2 separate regions of the Gossypium hirsutum genome follow, and region 2 is linked to region 1. The links are chromatin contacts, called in public Hi-C maps. All regions are on one chromosome and are shown on one strand. Each heading gives the region's core, a stretch centred on a gene start, on an enhancer-like site or on the middle of the called end of the contact. The rest is flanking DNA. Distances are from core to core; before and after follow the strand shown. Region 1 holds the start of LOC107946298 (putative pentatricopeptide repeat-containing protein At2g02150). Region 2 holds the start of LOC107946305 (non-specific lipid-transfer protein 4).

The links. Hi-C and Micro-C count contacts between places; a contact is called where the count stands out from the background.
Region 2: a Hi-C map of leaf shows a contact between it and region 1, with 2.2 times the contacts expected there. The contact joins the promoter of LOC107946305 here to the promoter of LOC107946298 in region 1. A contact is called at or near these places in 6 of 34 Hi-C or Micro-C datasets (hypocotyl and leaf).

The regions. Positions count from the first base shown.
Region 1 is chrD12:48,911,475-48,917,385 of Gossypium_hirsutum_v2.1, forward strand. LOC107946298 (putative pentatricopeptide repeat-containing protein At2g02150) reads left to right here and starts at 2,673. Exons shown (of 4, transcript XM_016880558.2): 1 at 2,673-3,760; 2 at 3,872-5,388. The coding sequence starts at 2,789. The coding sequence ends at 5,122.
Region 2 is chrD12:49,104,953-49,110,863 of Gossypium_hirsutum_v2.1, forward strand. LOC107946305 (non-specific lipid-transfer protein 4) reads left to right here and starts at 3,008. Exons shown (of 2, transcript XM_016880567.2): 1 at 3,008-3,439; 2 at 4,968-5,218. The coding sequence starts at 3,091. The coding sequence ends at 4,984.

The sequences.
Region 1 (5,911 bases), core at 1,423-3,922:
TTTGATGTTGTGTTTATGGTATTTTTGTATTGTACTAGACTTGTATTAATTGAATGTTTTTTTATTTATTAATTGATTGTGTGGAATTTTTTTTAAAAGTGTGCAAGGCTTTTCACAATCACCTGCAACTTTTTTCCTAAAACTCTAGAGAAACCAAAGGGAAATGGGTTCCGAAAGAAGATGCTGCATTGATTTCATTATGGTAGACTTGCACAATGTTGGAACTTTTAATGCAGATACGAGATTCAAGGTTGGTTATTTACTTAAATTGGAAAGAATGATGGAAATTTTTTTACCTCATGCAATGCTAAAGGCTAAACCTATTCTTGAATTAATGATTAAGACATTGAAAAAGGATTGGGCAATCATTTACAATATGCTTAGAGGAAAAGACATGCTGTAAATGATTTTAAATTTCAATTCCATTACTGCCCTATTCCATTCCTAGAGAATGACTATTCTATTACAATCCTATTCCATTCCAGTGAACCAAACATGTTGTAAATGATTTTAAATTTCAATCAACATGATCTTAGCATTAGGAATTTATGTTCATGTGGAGGGGATTTGGGAAAGATAAGCGAGAGGCATCATTTTAGCTTTAACCAGTCTTAGTGCAGGGGAGTATGTTATTTTAATACTTGACAATAGCATGACATGAAAGAGCCCAAATGAGAATTTTGATAGAAGTTAGAAAGTGAAAAGAAGCTTTGTGGGGTAGAGGCAGGACTAATTGATCGGAAAGGAAAATCTGGATTTTCAGGAGCACTAACTCCATCAAGGAAGATACGATAGGTGGCCAGTTCTTCGAATATATTTTTCTTGTTACTTGGTTTTTGCAACTTAGATTTCAGCTTCTGTTCCTACACACTTCTTATCTGTCTTGTGCCTTGCAGCAACTAGTTTATTCATAAGGATGCCCTCTTATCCTTTCAACCTCAACCTGAAAGCCAAACCATATAGTTTGTGTACGTGAATACATATCTACCGATTAATAATAAAATTTCTAACAAGCAATCATATTCATTTGAATAAATCCATAAAATAGAGGCAAAAAGGACATCCTTGTCTCACATCTTATTAATATATACTTTTTAATTTCCTATATTCATGAATCAGTTGTACTTTACTATGCAATTCATTTACATGCATATGCAGGTGAAAAGATTGGTACGAGGTATTGAGGATAATTAATTGCCCTAAGCTTATGAGCTTGGAGAAAAGTGTATAAGCGAAGCTTAATCTGGTTGGTTAATGTGTGAATCAAGCTTGACATGAGCTTGATCTAACACGAAATAACTCAGTAAAGCTTGAATAGTAAGCTCCTTGGTCCATTCCTTACCTCTCTCTCAACCCTAATTATGGAGTTGTTAGTGGAGGTTGAAGATATGCCTTATATTGTGATCTATCACAATCCGTATTAAACAACAACTAAACTAGTTGAAAATAATGGGATAATAATAAACAAGATAAATAAGGACTCTTGGTAGCTAAGATATCAACGTTGTAATCCGATCCAATATCCTCAATCCAAGGGATCAGATAAGCATGATCTAATCCGATTCTCCAAAATAGTTTTCTCAAGTGATACAATCTTCATTGATGTGCTAGATACACACCACAATATCAACACAACTCAAGAATCAAGTTCAATAAATTGCCAAATAATCGCAGGAAATCTTTTGATAACATAGATTCCTATTTCTTAATGATATCCCATGATCAAGACAATTGACTGAATCTCGTGAAACCGTTTCATAGAAGTTCATTGATATCTTCTTTTTATGAAACAAATCGACTTCGATTCTTGAATAATCCACATCACTTCTGCTACTATTGTAACAAAAGATTTCATTTTTATGTGGAAAAAGCCCATATCAATAATGATGATTTTATGTATGAACAATTCCTCAATATATTGTTCATTCGTAACAAAATATTTTCTTTGTGCGGCGGTTAAAAAAAAACATTTTTTGTGGGGAATCTCACAAATATGAAAATTGTCCAACTTTGTTGTAACACTTCAAGAAGTGGCCACTTCCTCAAGTACATTTTAGTCATTCCATGTTTTTCAACAAATGTGGAATATTTAACTCAAGCTTCACAAGCTAGTTTTATTCTTTTTTTATTAGTACAATAGTTTGGAGTGATGGTTAAAACTTCTTCAATCTTATATGACATGGGTTCAAACTCTTTTTTTTTTGGATAAATATAAAAAATTTATACATGAACTTTGAATCAATATACAATTTGATAAATGATCTTTTGTTTTTTGCAATTATATACATTAAATTTTGATTTTGGTTTAATTATACAAAATTAAATAAATGAATACATCAACTTTTTATATTATACAAGGATAATTATTTGTATATATAATATGTAAATGTAAAATGGTGTTATATCGAAAATGATATTAGTTTTTTTTATAAAAGTTGAATGAAATTAAAAATTATATATAAAATTACACAAAATCAAAATTTAGGTATGATATTACACGTTTAACTAAAATTGTTAAAATTCTTGTGTAGTTTTGAATTACTTTTTAATAAGTTTAATACTGCACTTCAACACCTTGGGTTGTAGTGGGCTGAGAACTGAAAGCCCAAAATCTCTAAGAGAAGCAGTCGATGGCCTACCGCTATAGTCCATCACCCATTAACCTAGACACCTTCTCTGCTACATTGTTAAACCCTAACCAAAACTCATTCCCCAGTTCCCAGTTCCCAGTTCTCACTCAATCAGTCTTCGAATTTGTTTAAAAAAAAATGCAATCTCCGCTTAAAAAATGAAGCTAATCTCTGCAACTCTAAGTTTCTTAACCAAAATGCTTGTATCTCTCCGCAATCTCTTACACATCAACCGCAGAATCCCTGCCAGAGTAAGCCACCCTTTTCTTCTCTTTCAAAACCCTCATCTCCTCAGTTTTTCTCCACCCTCCAATAACTCTATTATTTTCTGCCCTTTTGTTTTGTTCACTAGTTTTTGTTTTGTGATCAAGTTCCCATTTGGGACTAAGTCTAATTGTAATACAAACATTTTTTTAGATGATTTCAGTAGGGAATCATTGTGTAGAATCATTCGACAGGACCAATGGAATGACCCAAAGATTGTCAGTTTATTTGGTTCAAGCTTGGCACCCATTTGGGTGTCTAAGATCTTGGTTGGTTTGAAACAGGAACCTCATTTGGCATTGAAATTCTTCAAATTGGCGAAAACCCAGAAAGGGTTTAGCCCTACAAGTGAATCTTATTGTAGATTAGTACACATTTTGTTTTATGGTAGAATGTATTTTGATGCTACTGCTGTTCTTAAGGAATTCGTTTTGTCAAGGCGTGGGGTAGTGTTTCCAGGTTGCGATTTTTTTGATGTTCTTTGGTCTACTAGGAATGTTTGTCCGTATGGTTTTGGGGTGTTTGATGCTTTGTTTAGTGTGTTGGTGGATTTGGGATTACTTGAGGAGGCTAGCCGATGTTTTACGAAAATGAAAAGGTTTAGAGTTTTGCCTAAAGTTCGTTCTTGCAATGCTTTTTTACATAGGATTTGTAAGTCGGGGAGAAGGGACCAATCTCGGAGATTTTTGGAGGAAATGGTTGGGGCTGGCATCGCCCCGTCAGTTTACACTTATAATATAGTGATAGATTGTATGTGCAAAGAAGGGGACTTGGAGACTGCAAGAATGTTATTTAGACAAATGAAAGAGATTGGCCTAACACCGGATGTTGTCACATATAACTCCCTACTTGATGGATATGGAAAGGTAGGATTTTTGGATGAAGTCCTTTTCTATTTTGAAGAGATGAAGAACGTAGGGTGTGAGCCTGATGTAATTACATACAATGCCTTGATAAACTGCTTTTGTAAATTTCAGATGATGCCTCGTGCTTTTGAGTTTTTTCGTGAAATGAGGAATAAGGGGTTGAAACCAAATGTTGTTACTTATAGCACATTTATTGATGCATTTTGCAAGGAAGGGATGATGCAGCAAGGGATTAAATTCTTAGTTGATATGAGGCGGCTTGGTCTTTTACCCAATGAGTACACGTATACTTCTTTAATCGATGCTAATTGTAAAGCTGGTAACCTAACTGAAGCATTGAAGCTGGCTAATGAGATGTTGCAGGCAAATATTGCCTTGAACATTGTTACATATACAACTATAATCGATGGCCTTTGTGAAGCAGGGCGAACGAAGGAAGCAGAGGAAGTTTTTAGGGCAATGCTGAAAGCTGGTTTAACTCCTAATGTGCAAACTTATACTGCCCTTACTCATGGCTATATGAAAGTTAAGAAGATGGAGCATGCATTGAATCTTTTGAAAGAAATGAAGGAGAAAAGCATTAAACCTGACCTTTTGTTGCATGGAACTATCATCTGGGGACTATGCAACGATGATAAAATAGAAGAAACTAAATTTGTCACCGATGAAATGAAGGCATCTGGACTGAGTCTGAATCCAGTCATATATACTACAATCATGGATTCTTATTTTAAGGCGGGGAAAACCATTGAGGCACTGAATCTGCTAGAAGAAATGTGGGACCTGGGAATTGAAGTTACAGTTGTGACTTTTTGTGTTTTGGTTGATGGTTTGTGCAAAAATGGATTGGTTCTAGAGGCAATTAATTATTTCAATAGAATGCCAGATTTCAATTTACAACCTAATGTTGCAGTTTATACAGTATTGATTGATGGCCTCTGTAAAAATAATTTCATTGAAGCAGCCAAAAGCATGTATGATGAAATGCTAAGTAAAAATTTGGTTCTGGATACAACTGCTTACACTGCTTTAATAGATGGCAATCTGAAGCACGGGAATTTTAAGGAAGCTTTGAATCTGCGGGACAGAATGATTGAAATGGGCATGGAGCTTGATTTGTCGGCTTACACTTCCCTGGTTTCAGGGTTTTGCCGATGTGGCCAGTTAGAGAAAGCAAGAGAATTTCTGGATGAGATGATAAGCAAGCGTATTCTCCCTGATGAAATTCTTTGCATTGGTGTATTAAGGAAGTACTATGAGCTCGGACATGTTACTGAAGCCATTGAGTTGCAAAATGAAATGGCTAAGATGGGTTTAATTACTAGTCCTGTCCATCTTGCTGTTCCGAGTGTACAAACTTAAAGTCTAATTGTTTGGTCCTCTTGTTCAAGCTGTGTACAAAACATGAACTGGAGGACTGGGGTGTACCATAAAATAGAATAAGAAACTGTGGGCAATCCTGGTCGTGAGAATGCAAACATGTTTGAGCAGAATCGTTGATAACAAATCCTTACTGTGTCGTTTCTTAGTGATGCAAAACTGTGGGCAGAAGATGTTTTGTTTTGGAGCCAAATAAGCTTTTGGTGCACTGTGCATAGATCGTATGTTCCATCCCTTGATGCTGACTGGTGAGTTATGGTCACAACTGATAACTTTAGTTTCTTCAATGTGTAGAAACAGTGGGAATAGTGTATCTTATTGATGCATAGTTTTTATAGGATGAGACTACAGTATAAGACGTCTTAGTAATAGAACTGATAAAATTAGATTTGGTTTTCCAATACTCTTCGTATTTGCTTTTGATTTCTTATATTATCATGAAATATTGAAAGTGATAGGGTTTATCCTTAATTGGACGTTTTAAAGGTTGTGTTCACGGTACTGGAATGTTAGAACATCTAAACATTTCCGGGAATTAGAAAAGCCTATGTTATTCAGACTCTGATGAGTGTTGGATACGGGTATGCGTCTAAAATGGGTATGCTCAACCTTTTTCTAAGTTTTCTGTGCATTTGGAGGGTCTTTGTAGTGTCCTATTTTCATACCCATGTCTGAATATGCATCCAAAAAAGAAAATGAAGACCCAGAATAATATAGAAAACAGCTAACGACAAGTTGTTGCTTGACAATATATCCTCTCCCGGTCATTTG
Region 2 (5,911 bases), core at 1,758-4,257, 190 kb after region 1:
TAATTCGAGTTTAAATCATATTGGGTTCAGATTTTAGGCTTAATTTTTATTACGAATTTTTTATAATTATAAAGTATTTTAAGTTATTTAGGAGTTTTATGTTAATAAGAAAGTTTAGTTTAAAACTATTTCTTGTTTAGATTAAATTAGAGTTCTAGTATACTTAAGAGTTTTATTTAGATTTATTATGTAAAAATTCATTTTGATTTTTATAATTATGTAAAATTCTTGACTCATTGTTGGAAATTCTTATGGATGACCATGCATATTAAAAGTAAGTTACAAGTTATTTTTTACTTGAACACTCATGTGCCTAATATTTCTTTGTCTAGTGTTGATGGTTTGTTTTTAAAGAAGAGATACTTGATCCATGCTGATTTGGGATATCAAAATCATATCTTTGATTCTGGAGATAGTTTTGGCGCACAAGAAAGCTTAGGTAAGTATTTTATTTATTTTATTTATTCTAATCCCTTTTCTTTCTATGCAGCTAAAGATTTGAGGACACATCTTTTTTAGGACGGGGGGAATGATGTGAGTCTCAAGTCACAATTTCAGACCCATGAATATGATAGGTTCACACTACCTGAAGGCCTAACAACAATGTCAAAGGTTAAGCAAATCAAATCAGGATTCGATCAAAAACAAGATTCGAGGACGAATCTTTTTCAGGAAAGGGAGAATGATACATGCACGGATGGGGTGAAATTTATTAAATTTCAATCACTAAAGCTGCCAAATTTCAGGCTTAGGAAATTAGCAGACTTGCGATGACTTTTTGGATGGGATCCTGACATTTTTGGGTTAAGATGTCTCATGGCGTTTGAAGATCTATCTTTTAGCTTCGAAACGCATTTTGAATCACTTGATTTTGAGTTCGAGAGCTCAAATTATGACCGTTTTAGTGAATGCTGCGCGAGTAGAATTTCTAAACAAGATTATGACGGGAATTACAAATTTCAGGCTTTTGATTCGAGTTTAAATCATATTGGGTTTGAATTTTAGGCTTAATTTTTATTATATATGAGCTCAATATTATATTTATTAGTTCTTATTATTATTTTATTATTTTATTTCAAATTTCTTATAATTATGAAGTATTTTAAGTTATTTAGGAGTTTTATGTTAACAAAAAAGTTTAGTTTAAAACTACTTCTTGTTTAGATTAAATTAGAGTTCTAGTATATTTAAGAGTTTTATTTAGATTTATTTAACTAGCTTATATATAGGCTTTTGCATTGTACACAATTCATACAATTCATTATTATTCAACTTCTTTTTTGAGTTTATAAATTCTCTTTGAGTTTTCTTTTCTTAAGAATTTCTCTTGAGGTTCTTTTAGAAGAGTTTTAACAATCTTTTTAGATTGTGGGGATCATCTTCAAACTTTTTCTTACCAAGTTTTCTATCTTGGAAGGGAAATTAAAGCCGCTTGAAGGGGGCCATGGATTCTTAGTGTTTCCAAGGCTTCTTAGGACTTCCACATGCCACGTTCTATCTTTCCATTTATCTTCTTTATTCACTTCCTTATTATTCTAAATTTTAATTTATTATTTTATTTTAGGTATTTATTTTAATTGTTTTGTCTGTTTTGGATTCAATTTCGTTTCAGGTTGTGTCAAAATCTAAGTTTCTTTCTAAACATCTAGAGCCCTAAGTCAAATTTGCGACTTTGACAAACTTTACGATCCGCTTCCACATTCATCCACATCATTCTTTATCACAGGTGGTGCAAATAGAAAATGTCATACAACAATGATTTTAACAACTCGATGATTTAGATGAAAACTTTAGAATAGTTCAGTGATCATTTTGTAACTCTTTAAAGTTGAATGATCAAGACGTAAACATACTAGTAGTTTAGTGGCTTTTGGTGTAGTTTATCCATAATTTAATACAATGATACATAAAATATAAAAAATCTAAAATTTTATATACATTTTAAATATTAGGATAAATAAGGGTATTTTGATAATTCCACTTCAAAATGCAAAAGTCAAAAGCCAAAAGTAAATTTTTTATACAAAACCTAGAGCTACTAATAATCCCTTCTCAACTTTTAAATAGAAGTATAAAGCGTATTTAAGTGCGCTTAAATCAACATCCTCTTACTCAATGATACTACTTAAACTAAAACTCAATTAGCAAAAACCAAAAACCAGAATCACTTAAATCTCAATTTTTGCGTTTAAGTAGAAAAACACTTTCAAATAGTACTTTTAACTAAAGCGAAATGTTGTTCATTCTTTTTAAGATTGAAAAGTTCTTTTGAAATGGGGCTTATTACAATTTATTAACCATAACTTAATCAATGAATTTAGTTATGGTCTGTTTGAAAATTTAGATTTCAATTATTTTGTAAATGGTAAGAATGTAATGAATAAATTTGTTGAGATTGAATCTAATAAATATTAAAAATATATATATGAATTTGTTAAATCAAAAAATATTTTAAGATTTTTAAATCATTATTTTAATAAATTCATAAATTTAAAAAATAATAATAAACATTATATTTTAGAATAATTTACCACTCAATTTATACTATTTTTAAAATTTAAATCCAAATTACTAAATATTAGCTCTGCTGCCCTGAAATATTCGTGAAGGTGAGATTGGATGTAATAAAGACTAGAAGGAAATTATTACCCTTGGCTCACTTGATCGATGGGCACCACTAACATATACAATAGTGGATCAAATTATTGAATGACGCCAAAGTCTCCATGTTCACACTAATTTTTCATGCCACCTACCCTAAGGCAATATAAAGAAGGGAAGAACATTCTTATAATGAACCAGAATCTATGAAAATTAGCAATCGATCGGCAATCCTTTTATATAGTGGAAGCATTTAAAATTGGTTAAAAAATAATTACATTTTGAATAAACTAAGGAGGAAAACGATGATGATGATGAATCCGCAAGATTGTCTTCCACAATCTACCACAACCAACCCACTAAAACCCAAATCCCACCACCCCACAGTCCTTTTTTTTAGTATTATATATGTTGCAACGTTGGTATGTATTAGGCATTCATTGTTTGAATTTTCTGCAAATTGGGTGTTGAAAAGTTTGTTTAGCAGAGATGGGTTTTAGCTTGAAAGCTTATTTCCTTGTTGCACTGGTTGTGTTTGATATAAGTTGCATGGTGTTCATTAAGGATGTTGAAGCAGCTGGGGAGTGTGGACAGACTCCAATTAGGTCTGCTGCGGTAAGTTTAAGCCCATGCTTAGGAGCGGCTGGGAACGCAAAGGCAAAAGTTCCGCCTGCTTGCTGCTCCAAGGTTGGTGCCTTACTTAAGGCTTCTCCGAGGTGCCTTTGTGCTATTTTATTATCACCATTGGCAAAGCAGGCTGGAATCAAGCCTGGGATTGCCATTGGCATTCCTAAAAGATGTAACATTAGGAACAGGCAAGCTGGAAAAAAATGTGGAAGTAAGTAGCCCTCCTCTTTTGGTCTTTTTAACTTTTATCTTTAATTTAGGTAAACAAGATCGAGACAAAGTTGAAAATATTGATATTTGAATTGCATTTGATTTTTACGTTATGAATCAATTTAACTAATTTTTGAGTTTTAAATAAATTTATAATGCATTTGGGGTAAAGAGAGATGATGGGGATCTTTGTGACTTTGTGGTGGGATTCCGAGCTTAAGCCTCTAAGGTATTTGCATAAGCCTTCTAATCCCTCTAAAGCAAAACTCCGTAGACTAAAATCTACTTCTCATCTGCCCAAAAGTCCTTTTAAGAAGCTGTCATTTTGCTCTAAAATGAAATGCGTTCTCCTTTACTTTTTAATGAAAAGTGCTTTTTTAACTAAAAGCTCATCTCAGCCGGGTTGAAGAACGGACCCTAAAATGAGTGGGCTTGACACCATTACCCATACCCACTGACACTGATTAACGTCTTATTTATATTGGTGAATGTACCTAAGAGGTCCTTCTATAATAGGGACTTGATCAAAATAGTCTTTCTACTATTAAATAGATCAATTTAATCCATGTACTATTAAAAGAAAATCAAATAAGGCCAAATTGGAATAGAGCTAACATTTCCTGATTGAAAAATATCACTTACTGTTTGACAGAGTTAATGTTTATAAAATTTTTAAGGTTATGTAAATATTTTTTTGTATAAATTGATCTGCAATTGAAAGATAATATTCAAGATATTTTTTATACAGTAATGTTAATTGTGTTGTAATTTGGACTTATTTAATTCTTTTTAACATTATAAGGACTAAATTTATTCATTTAATAATAGAGGGACTAATTTAATCTAATTCCTATATTATAGAGACCTCCCTAGTTCATTAAGCTATTTATATCTATACTTTTTAAAAAAAATTATATAAAATCTAAAAGAATTTACACATGTGGTTAGATGGAGATCTCTAAAACTTCAACTTTGTCATTTCAATTAAGTCTCATTTCTTACATAATACTTTTATAAATATAGATTTTACATAACTGTGACATAATCTAGTATTAAGAAAAATGAATAAAAAACCCTCAAACTTTATAATTTTATTAAAGTTTGTACACTTTTATTAGACTCGTATAATAATGTTATTTACTATTGCACCCAATAATTGTTGGGGAACAAACGGTCTGGATCCTAGACATAAACAGAAAAATGGACATGAAGGATGCCCAAAATAATTTGATGCGTATTTAAACTAAACCTTACTCTAAATAAATATTTTATTTAATATAATAGCTTATATGGGCTTATTTAAGAAAAGTAATAAAGGTCAGAGGCCATTATAACAATTCAACCGAAAGAAAAATGTAACTAATGCATTATTAATATCAATTAAACTCTGAAATAAACTAAGCCTTAATAGATGTTTAAGAAATGAAAAAAATTAAATCAAGCTTTCTTCCTCAGTTGTTTTACTCGATGAGCTACCAAGGAAACTGAATCTTAAGGCTAACAAATACAGTTTTTGTGGGATTTTGCAGGCTACACAGTCCCATGAGACAAACTAATACCTTATACAAGAAGAGAAGAGAGAGCTAATAAATAAACAAGTGCAGCATTGCATTTGCATGGTCATTGCTGATTCATCCTTCCAAAGCAATTGTTTATGTCTTTTTTAATGTAATCTTCAGCAGCTAAGTTACATTATCATCTTAATTGAGCAAATGCTATTTTTATGCTCACTTTCCATTATGTTAGTATTATTTCAAAAATAATTTCTCTTTCTCTCTCACTACCGATTTGTATTTGATATCTATTAATGTTCCTGACTTAGACAAAACTGTCCAAAGCCCAAGCTATTTATCTGACTCAAAAAGTTTGACCCATCTCAACCAGGCCTTACACAAATTCTTTTACAATTCAAAGCTAATTTATCTAAAAACGCTGAAAAAAAATCAATTCAGAAATTAGTCCTTTTTTTTTTCTTGTTGAAAATTTATCGATTTATGTTGTTTTTTAAGGAAAAAAAAATGCGTCCTACAATGCGCGATTAAAATAACCAAGTGTTATATACCGGCTAATGTTTTTATTTGAATTGAAGTCCCAATAGGACAACTTGTTAAAGTAAATGAAAGTAATGCATGCTTGAAGCATGATATAGTGTGGAGGTGGGTGCTCTTGAAGAGACTTGAGACATAACTTATTATAAAACTCAAGAAAAAATTCAAGTACCTGGAACTGAACATGATGAAAATAAAGAGATCTAAATAAGTTACGTCAATACAAGAAAATATGGAATCGAAATGAAAATTTTGTTGACAATGTTCTTACTTATAATATTTCTATTGAAATAGCAAAAGAAAATGAAGACATTGAGCCTAAATCTATTAAGGAATCTAAAAATAGAAAAGATTGGTCAAATTGAAAAGGTGCAATTTAAGTAGAAATGAAGTCACTCGCTAAACGTGAGATTTTTGGACCCCTA